Regions from separate parts of the Mus musculus genome. Here region 1 is linked to region 2. A link is a contact called in public promoter capture Hi-C data. All regions are on one chromosome and are shown on one strand. The core of a region is the stretch at or near the end of the contact, and the rest is flanking DNA. Distances in the headings are between cores, read along the strand shown.

Region 1 (4,332 bases), core at 17-2,516, 120 kb before region 2:
TCAAGTGTGCTTGGGATTTCTGTAGACAATGGTAAGACTTAATCAGGTTGGGGCCGCTTCCCTTGCAAACAAGACCTTTCCATTCATCTTGCCTAACTGCAGGGCTTGCCTAACTTCACCATAGAGGTCTGCTAGTACGAGGGTCCATCTTTTTAATTCGTTTCTCTCAGTCATCCAGACACCTTCATGTGCTCCTGCTAGACGTTTTGGAGTTCGAATCTTCCTGAGGGTTTCTCAAAGCAGAAAGCCTAAAAGCACCAGCCACGCTGCGCGTGAACAATTAACACAGTCATCCTCGGAGTCTGACTTCCATCCCTGTTGCTTTCTCAAAGCCGTCCTTCTCTCTCCAAGCATGGCGTAGCGAGATCTTAGAAAATCATGTGTTCTCATCCCCAGCACTGTCTTTAATACATGGTTATTAGTTCTTCCCACCATCTCTAACCCGCTGTGGTTGTCATGCCTTTTTCTTCATGCAGACTCAGTATAAAAACAACACCCCCACCACCGTGTGGTTGAAAGGTAACACAAAGTGAGAGTGCAGAAAAGCACAGCAGCATGTCAGGTGTGGCGGCATACGCCTTTAACGCTAGCACTCCGGAGGGAGAGGGATGGATCTCCGTGGGCTAGCTCAAGGCCAGCCAAGGCTACACGGTGAGACTCTGTCTCAAAAAGCCCATAAGATAAAGCAGCAAACGAATACAGCAGCTTCCCTCACTTCACCAACAAAGTTTAACATAGCAGAGACGTCTCACTTAAGCCAGGGTCCTGTCGGCAGCCGCCTCTGGGGCTGAGGCAGAAAGAACCTCTCACACTTAGTGGTAGCCTGCACATCTACCGCATACTTGGGGCTGCAGTACTTGTGTTTTCAACTCTCTGTCTCTTAGCTCGATGAATGAGAGGTTAAGTTAAAGCAGGGTACGCCCAGGGTCTCGTGACCTTTGCTCTCATTCCCTGTTTCCGTGGTAGACCAAGGTTCCCCCCCACCCCCAACCCCACCCCCCGTCCTGTGGCACACATGCCACACTGCTAGATTTCCTTCTTCCTGGACTATATAACAGAGTAGTTTACTACACAGACACTGTGGAGGATTTTCACACAAGCAGATGGGGGCCCTATCTCAGACATAGTCACTGTCGACCCCCTGCTGTAGATGGACGCCGCAGCAGGAGCCAGAGACAGCCAGCTGCAGCTAGAACAGCCCTGTGAGCTGGGCTGCTCTCTCCTCTGCCTTCCTGCAGTCCATGGAGAAGCTGGTACCCTGCCTCCTTCCTTCCTCTGTCAGTTCTCAGTGGCATCCTGTCCTCCTGCGTGGTCAGGAAGCCATGTTCTCTGACTCCTTTCCCCTTGGCCTGTGTCTCTCCAGTCCCTCCTCCTGTGAGGTTGTTCTCCCATAGCTGAATGGCCTGTGTCTTCCAGGACTCAGTCTTTCTCCTGACCTCTGGTTCTGATGAGGTGGCTTTTACCCTTTCCCACCACCCTCTGTTTCAGCACATGGAACCTGGCCAAAAACATGCTAAGAGAATATCTTCCTGTATCTATCATGTGTACAATGTGTATGACTCATATGTATGCATATATACCTGTTCATCTCTACGTAGATATTCAGTGAAAGCTTGGGGCCATGCATGCCCCTCTACAAACAAAACAAAACAGAAACTTACACAGCTGTAAGCACAATGCCTTCTCTTAATCTAGCCAACATAAGTGAGCAGCCTGCCAGGGAGACACAGGGGCTGGGGTGAACTTCTCTCCATGGCCATTTCTTCCCTTTTTGTCAGACCTCAGCTAGGCCAGCAGGGGGCAGCAGAGGCCTGTGACAATCCGTCCTCTGTAGGCCTGGCTGCCTGTGCGTTCCCTAAATCCCTGGAGAATCCACAGTGTATGCTGCCTGTGGGACACAAGCATTTCTGAAAACAGTGCATCTTAATAGGTCATCTGAGATGGTCTGTCCGTTTATTGCACCTGGACTGGCTCAGATGTACGATGAAAGGGGCAGTCCCTGCTTGAAGCCAGTTATGTGTACCGCGCTCTTTGGGTGTCTTCACAGTGTGGGGCTGCATACTTAGGACCATTTCAGAGCCAGCTGGCACTTACTCTGTGGCATTCCTCAAAGAAGGCAAGCCGGTGCCGTGTTATTCACGGGTGACCTTGTACCTCATGGACCATGGCCACCAACAACTCTGAACATGACTCTTTCCGTATGTGAAGTTACAGGATCCAGCAAACTGTACATCATTTTGCCATAGAATATACTTTACTCTATACCCCTTGCTGTGAGGAAAACTTCTTGGCAGTTAAATGGGAACAACTGACTATTGACCACTTCTTATATTTTTTACATAAAGTATATTGGCCCCTCATAAAGCCACATGCCATTTGTTAACATATCTGAGATGGTACATCTCTGAGAGCTTACCTCTGCTTCCACGCATGCTTGTACACACACAAACACTGTTACAAAATTAAAACAAGTCTTACTGTAGGCATGATAGTGGCTTGAAAATTTTACAGATTTGATCTGTGAATGCTGAAGACTCCCAAACCAGCCCTCAGCTTGCTATCTAAAAATGTCACTCTCGACATTTTTTTTTTCTTGACATTTTTCCTGTTGCTCCTACAGGCTGAGCAAGGTGGAGGGAATTCACAGTGCTGCAACACACTATTGCCCCCTAGTGGAAGTAATGGTATTTTTGTGACTTTCAAATAATGTCCTAGTATACCATTATATTGTGCTCATATATGTACCTACCCCCAATACCCACCTCATTACCCTCCCCTTATCCACTGTCTTGCTAGTCCCAAGATGGTGTCATGGCTAGGCATGGTGTGATAGCTTAGAGAAATCTTGTCGTTACCGTATTTCTGTACATGTATACATAATTCTAACACGTAAGTAGCCTGGCACATCGATTCTGTTTTAAAACAACACGTTAAGTTCTGATTCTCTGTTTCCAGGCTTTAGACCAGGAGTAGGTTAGTGCTATGGGAACTGCTCAGTAGAAAGCCATCTTATTTAAAATGGCTACTTGCATGCCCTTAGCCTGTATGTTTTATAGAAAGAAAAGGACAATTCTATAAAGATAAAACAATAAAATCACCATTAAGCCATGTTCTAGTCTTAGCTCAGACCACAGCAGCTCCTTAAAGGTCGCTTTGACCTGTATACATATTTTTGGCTGGCCTGAGCACAGGTGTTGATGTTTTTGGCTTTGGTCTCCTCTTTCCACGGTTTATATCTCTTCAACAGTATTCCTCAATACTTCTTTCTTTCACTCTCCCTTTATCTTACCCCACCCCACCCCACCCAGCACATGAATGCCTTAGCTTGTGCGAAGGCAATACAGATGTCCTTAATGCACCTATATAGCCACCTTTCTTTTCTCTAGAAAACTACTTGTTTAAAAACAAAGAATTGGAATTAACATAATGTTAAACATATTCTATATCTTCATGAGGAGTTAGACAGCTCTGACACAAGGGGGACAGAGAACCACAGGTGTAAAAGCTCAGAACCACCTATTGAAAAGCAGAGTTGGATGAACACACTTGATAGAGCTTGCATGGCAGTCTTAAAGCATCTCTGTGGCTTTAAAAGCTCCTCTGTAGTATTTGTAGAACTATAGCTCATATTTCCTTCAGTCAGAACAAGGTCTTACTATTCTTTTCTTTCCTCTTATTTGCTTGTATCAGTTCTCTGGTACAGTGACCCAAATAGAAATTTGGAGTGTAGGTTCTGGGTTGAAGAGAACAGTTCCCATTAGTAATCTCAAGGAAATTCTATGGGTTTTCTGTACTTTATTTTTTGGATCGCTTTATTTTTTGGATGCCTTCCTCTCTGGAGTATTTAAATTAAAAAAAAAAAAGCGACCAATTAGAAAGTGTTGCTTTCTCAGTCTCTCCTGGGAGAAAGTCATTAGATTGTGTCCTGTTGTGTTGCCATCTTTCTGTATAAGCAACGACACCATGGTAACATCTTTACATCCTCTCTGTGTGTTTCTGCTAATACATTCCATTTCATAATTTAATATCTCAAATTGTTGAACTGCATTTATATCATTACTAAATTGATTTTGCAGCCACTGTTGAAGATTGAAATATTTGTATAAATTGTATATGATGAAGCTAAATTTTCATGACAAGTCCTCTGGTTCTCTTCTCTGCATAGGCATATCTTTCCAATATACTGGCTTTTACGCTTTTTGTTAAAGCAAGTAGAAGACTATTTGCAGTACAGTCAACTCTCGATTATCACTTGTGGCTCTAGACCTACCCACTTAATGCATTATGTTGCTCATTCAGTACGAGGCACATTTTTATGAACCTCACAATATT
Region 2 (4,418 bases), core at 174-2,673:
ACATGACAGCGTCCAAGCCCACAGTGCTAACTCTGCCTCCTGCCTTCTTTCCCCCATCTCCAGACAGACACGTTCATGACTTTCGATATAGACAAGCTGACAAGCATAAACATATCTTCCTCTGGATCCCCAGGAGTCACCACAGTAGCTCATGATTTTGAGCAGGGTCACCGGCACACCCTTCTAGTGTGGAACCCCAGTCAATACCGTGTGGTAAGTACTGAACACTACAGATGTCTCTTGGCTATTTGCAATATCGGAGACACAGCTTTAAAAGTGTTTTAGGCTTTCTTTTACATGTATGAGTGTCTTATCTGCATGTACATATGTGTACTACATGGGTGTTTGGTGTCTGAGGTCAGAGAGGGCATCAGGTCCCCAGGAACTATAGTTACAGATAGTTATGAATTATATTGTATGTGCTGGGAATTGAACCCAGGTCCTCTGCAAAAGCAGCCAGTGCTCTTAACCACTGAGCCATCTCTGCAGCCACAGGGCAGAGCTTTTTACTGGTGTGGCTTTGGCTTGGCTTTACCAATATTGAAGACTGCTTTAGGTAATTTCAAACTCTTGAGGAGCACAGACATTTGAGTCCCAGTGAAGGTCTGGCTGGTGGGGAAGGTGGATCACTGTTAATGACGATGTAAAAAGAAAAGTAGGAACCAGGTGTGGTGGTCCATGCCTTTTTTACAGCTCTCAGGAAGCAGATGCTGGCCTGGACTGTATAGGAAGACCCTATCTTAGCTCGGCGCTTAGATTCCAGCACTCGGGAAGAAGATATAGGAGGGGCTCTTTGAGTTTCAGGCTGGCCAGGACTACACAGGGGAAACTTGTCTGAAAACAAAAACAAAAACATGTTAAAATATAAAGGTAAATAAATAATAACTGTGTTATGAGTGTGCACCCATGCTCGTGTATGGATGTACACTTCCATGTGTATATGTAATTCACATGAATGTATATGTACATTCTCAGACTTTGAGGTAATGTGCTTAACATATCATTAATTGTATTAATTGTTAAATGTGCTCTTATAAAAGTATGGTATGTATACCAGATACAAGGAATAAAATACATATGAAATACTACCTGACAAAATGAAGACATCTAGGTGTGTCATTTGGTACAAGAAGAGTTGATCTGAAAAAGGAACTTTGGGCAGTCTGCCAGGGGATTCGAGTGAGGACTTAAGGAAAAACTCAACGTGCGGTTAATGTTCTCAGCCATTTGCTTAACAAGGAAGCTCTTGGGTGGCTTGTTCTATCAGGTGTACGCAGCCTGTGGCCCACAGGTTGACACACCCCAGCCAAGCTGTAAATGTGGCCTAGCAAAACATGCTCGTGAGATGTATTTCCCAGTGGTTTTCCTGACTCATCTGCACAGTTGTCAAACATGAACTCTGTATTAACAATACAGTGTTGCCATGTCCGAAGGTCAGACCATCTAAACTGTCAGAGAGTCGTGCCCTTTGGAGCCACTGACAATCAAGGATCTATAACAGGAAAACGTGTGTTAGCCTGGAGGGAAACCAAGAAGGAAGAAGTAGAACCGTATCTCCCAGGACAAGGGCCAGGATGGTGCGCTCAAAGTCTAAAGTGCTAGTGTGAACTGATCCTAATGAGCTAAGCGCCAGGACACTTTATTTATCTGTTTATTTATTGTATGTGCATGTGTGTTTATCTACGCACATGATGGGCACATAAGAGAGCGGTGGACCCGTGCCGCGGTGCATGTACAGAGGTGAGAGAAAAACTGTGTGAAGTGGAGTCTCCCCTCCCATCTTGTCAAGGATTAAACTCAAAGGGTCAGGCTTACACAGTAGGTGCCTCACACACTGAGCCATCTCTCTGGCTTAGAAACATTCTTATATTCTTTCTTCTCTCTCTCTCAGGTAAAAGATGGTCTTAACCAAAAGCCAGAGAAAGGGGAGAACGGAATCAGGTACGGAGATTTCTCTTGAAACTGGCTCTCCTCGCATCTAACCGAGCTTAACGCATTCCTTTAACCAAGCCCAGTGGTGACCAGGGTGTGAAAGTGTCAAGAGTGTACCAAGAATACACAACCAACGTAATTCATAACTTAGAGAAGAAAGTCCACATCATGTTTATTATCAACTGGTGCGGAAAAATAAGCTATAGAATTCAGCATTCATTCATGACACAAATAATGTTAGCCTTTACCTGGTCACTTATACTTATATGTATACTTATAGCATTATATACTATATAGTGTCTAGTTAGTTAGCTACAGTGTCAGGTTATCAACAGTCCTCCCTGGGGACCACTTTTCCCTCTGGGACCTACCAGAAGCACATGCTCTGGTCAGAGACATCGCCGCTGTGCCCAGGAGACTGCCTTTCTTTCCTGGATCCTGTGCTGCCTTTTTACTCACCCTGGCAGGCCTGAAAATGCCCTGTCCTCTCACACATGTCCCAGAGGTCTGGAGACTTCTCTGATGTTCTCTGATGGTTTCTGACTTTCAGGCACTTCCTTATAACGGCTGGCCTCTCACCAAGCCTCTGGTGTCTTAATCATTGACTTTGACAGTCCCAGATTTTTCTCTGAAAAAAAAAAAAAATCAGTGTAATTCATCTCACCAGCACAAGACCATTTGGTTTTTGGTTCCTTCTCTCATTTTTTCCATGCCTGTCTGTGCTGAGGCTCAGGACAAGTGCCATGGCCTGGTGATGCTGTTAAACAGGAATTTATGACCTCCTAGTTCCTCTGGCTGGAGGTCCAAGATCAAGGTCCCCTGAAGACTGGTCTCTTCTGGAGGCCTTCCTCCTTGGTTGATTGTTGATAGCCATCTTTTACTCTCTGTGTGTCTGCATCCTAATCTCTTCATGTAAGGACACCAATCAGTCATGTCAGGTTAAGTCCCCCACCCCCACCCCCGCCCCCACCCCCACCCCCGCCCCCGCCCCCACCCCCACCCCCACCCCCACCCCCACCCCCACCCAACAGCTTCTTTTCCTTCCTGAGGCCTTTTCTCCAAAGAAAGCCTCGTTTTGAGGTGTCATGGTGAGTTTCAAGGGTACAGCTCAGTCCATAGTACTTCTTTTGGATATTAGTAATTGCCCGTCTTGTCCTGTACAAGACATGTGCATGCACTACACACACACACAGACACACACACACAGACACACACACACACACCCCTTGTGCCTTGTATTTGACACTGAAATAGAAGCATCTCTGGGGTTTCATTTTGTTCTCAGAACAATATTTTCATTTCTTTATAAATATTCCCCAATGCTGGAAAGTCATGGTATTTAGGCTATTTGTTTGTGTGTGTGTGTGTTATGTGTGAGTGTGGAGGTCAGAAGACAGTTTCAGGAACTGATTTCATCTTACACAGGTAGGTACTCATGGACATTAGACTTGGCAGCAGGTACCTTTCACTACTAAGCCAATTTGCCTGCCAAACTTTGAAAAGCTAATTATTTATTTAGCATGTGTGTATTTGTATGTGTGTGGGCATGCAACTTAGAGGAGTCACCTCTCTCCTCTCACCCATGGGCTCCAGGGATCAAACTCAAGTCATCAGGCTTAGCAACATCCAACTTTAACTGTTGAGAAATCTCACTAGTGTTTAAAAGCTGTGTGTGTGTGTGTGTGTGTGTGTGTGTGTGTGTGTGTGTGTGCGTGTGCATGCACGTGCGTTGTGCATGCGTGTAGCTCCCAGAAGTCAACTCTCACGTGCTGTTCTTCAGAGATCCACGCTGTTTCCTAAGACAGAGCAGCTCATGGCACCTGGGATGTGCTCATCAGGAGAGCTGACCAGTGAGCCCCCTGGGGTTACGTCTGTCTCTGCCCCCAATGCTTTAAGGTTAAAAGTGTGCTAAAGATTGAACCGGGGTGCTCCTGCTTTTAAGGGAGGGGTTCTACTGACTGAGTTATCGCTTCACCCCCTAAAAATCTTTGATAGAATATTGAGGAAAGAGATGAGTGGCATTGGGGACATGTTGACCCCTCCCACCGTGAATATGGAAATAGGCAGGTCAGAATTGCTTTTCTATTGACTAGCAACACCAAATCCAATGACAGAGCCAAAGGATTCAATTATTTCCCTAGTGCCTGAAGACAACACTAAAGAGGAAGTTCTTGAAAGAGAGACTGATGAGCAGACTTCAAAGCCTCCACAAAATCAGACTTTCTGACGAAGGTGTAAATTAAAGGAAGGACATACAAAATTCCAAGCAAATAACCCTTTGTATTACACTATCAGTCAATTGAAAGGGTTAAATTGCTAGCTTGTCTTTTTTTTTTTTTTTTAAGACAGGGTTTCTCTGTGTAGCCCTGGTTGTCCTGGAACTCACTCTGTAGACCAGGCTGGACTCGAACTCAGAAATTCGCCTGCCTCTGCCTCCCAAGTGCTGGGATTAAAGGTGTGAGCCACCATGTCCAGCGCTAGCTTGT

What was found. Capture Hi-C pulls out chosen DNA fragments and counts their contacts.
Region 1: a promoter capture Hi-C map of liver shows a contact between it and region 2, with 2.1 times the contacts expected there. The contact joins two enhancer-like sites. A contact is called at or near these places in 1 of 15 datasets of contacts at CTCF or cohesin (embryonic stem cells), 27 of 484 Hi-C or Micro-C datasets (2-cell-like embryonic stem cells, the AML12 cell line, the C2C12 cell line and 15 more), 4 of 115 datasets of contacts at active chromatin or transcription factors (embryonic stem cells, intestinal villus epithelium and memory CD8 T cells) and 4 of 9 other capture datasets (adipose tissue, embryonic stem cells, liver and 1 more).

What each region holds. Positions count from the first base shown.
Region 1 is chr14:121,587,010-121,591,341 of GRCm38.p6, reverse strand. The region is part of intron 38 of Dock9 (dedicator of cytokinesis 9); the gene reads left to right. Among named protein-coding and RNA genes, the nearest start is that of Slc15a1, 84 kb to the right of the region's middle. Within about 2 kb of position 1,266, at least 44 of the 459 cell types and tissues checked have an H3K27ac peak or open chromatin away from gene starts, as enhancers often do. A contact at or near this core is called in liver, where this site is marked.
Region 2 is chr14:121,468,801-121,473,218 of GRCm38.p6, reverse strand. It overlaps Slc15a1 (solute carrier family 15 (oligopeptide transporter), member 1), which reads left to right. Exons shown (of 23, transcript NM_053079.2): 17 at 64-213; 18 at 1,892-1,941. Among named protein-coding and RNA genes, the nearest start is that of Gm33299, 14 kb to the right of the region's middle. Within about 2 kb of position 1,423, at least 11 of the 459 cell types and tissues checked have an H3K27ac peak or open chromatin away from gene starts, as enhancers often do. A contact at or near this core is called in liver, where this site is marked.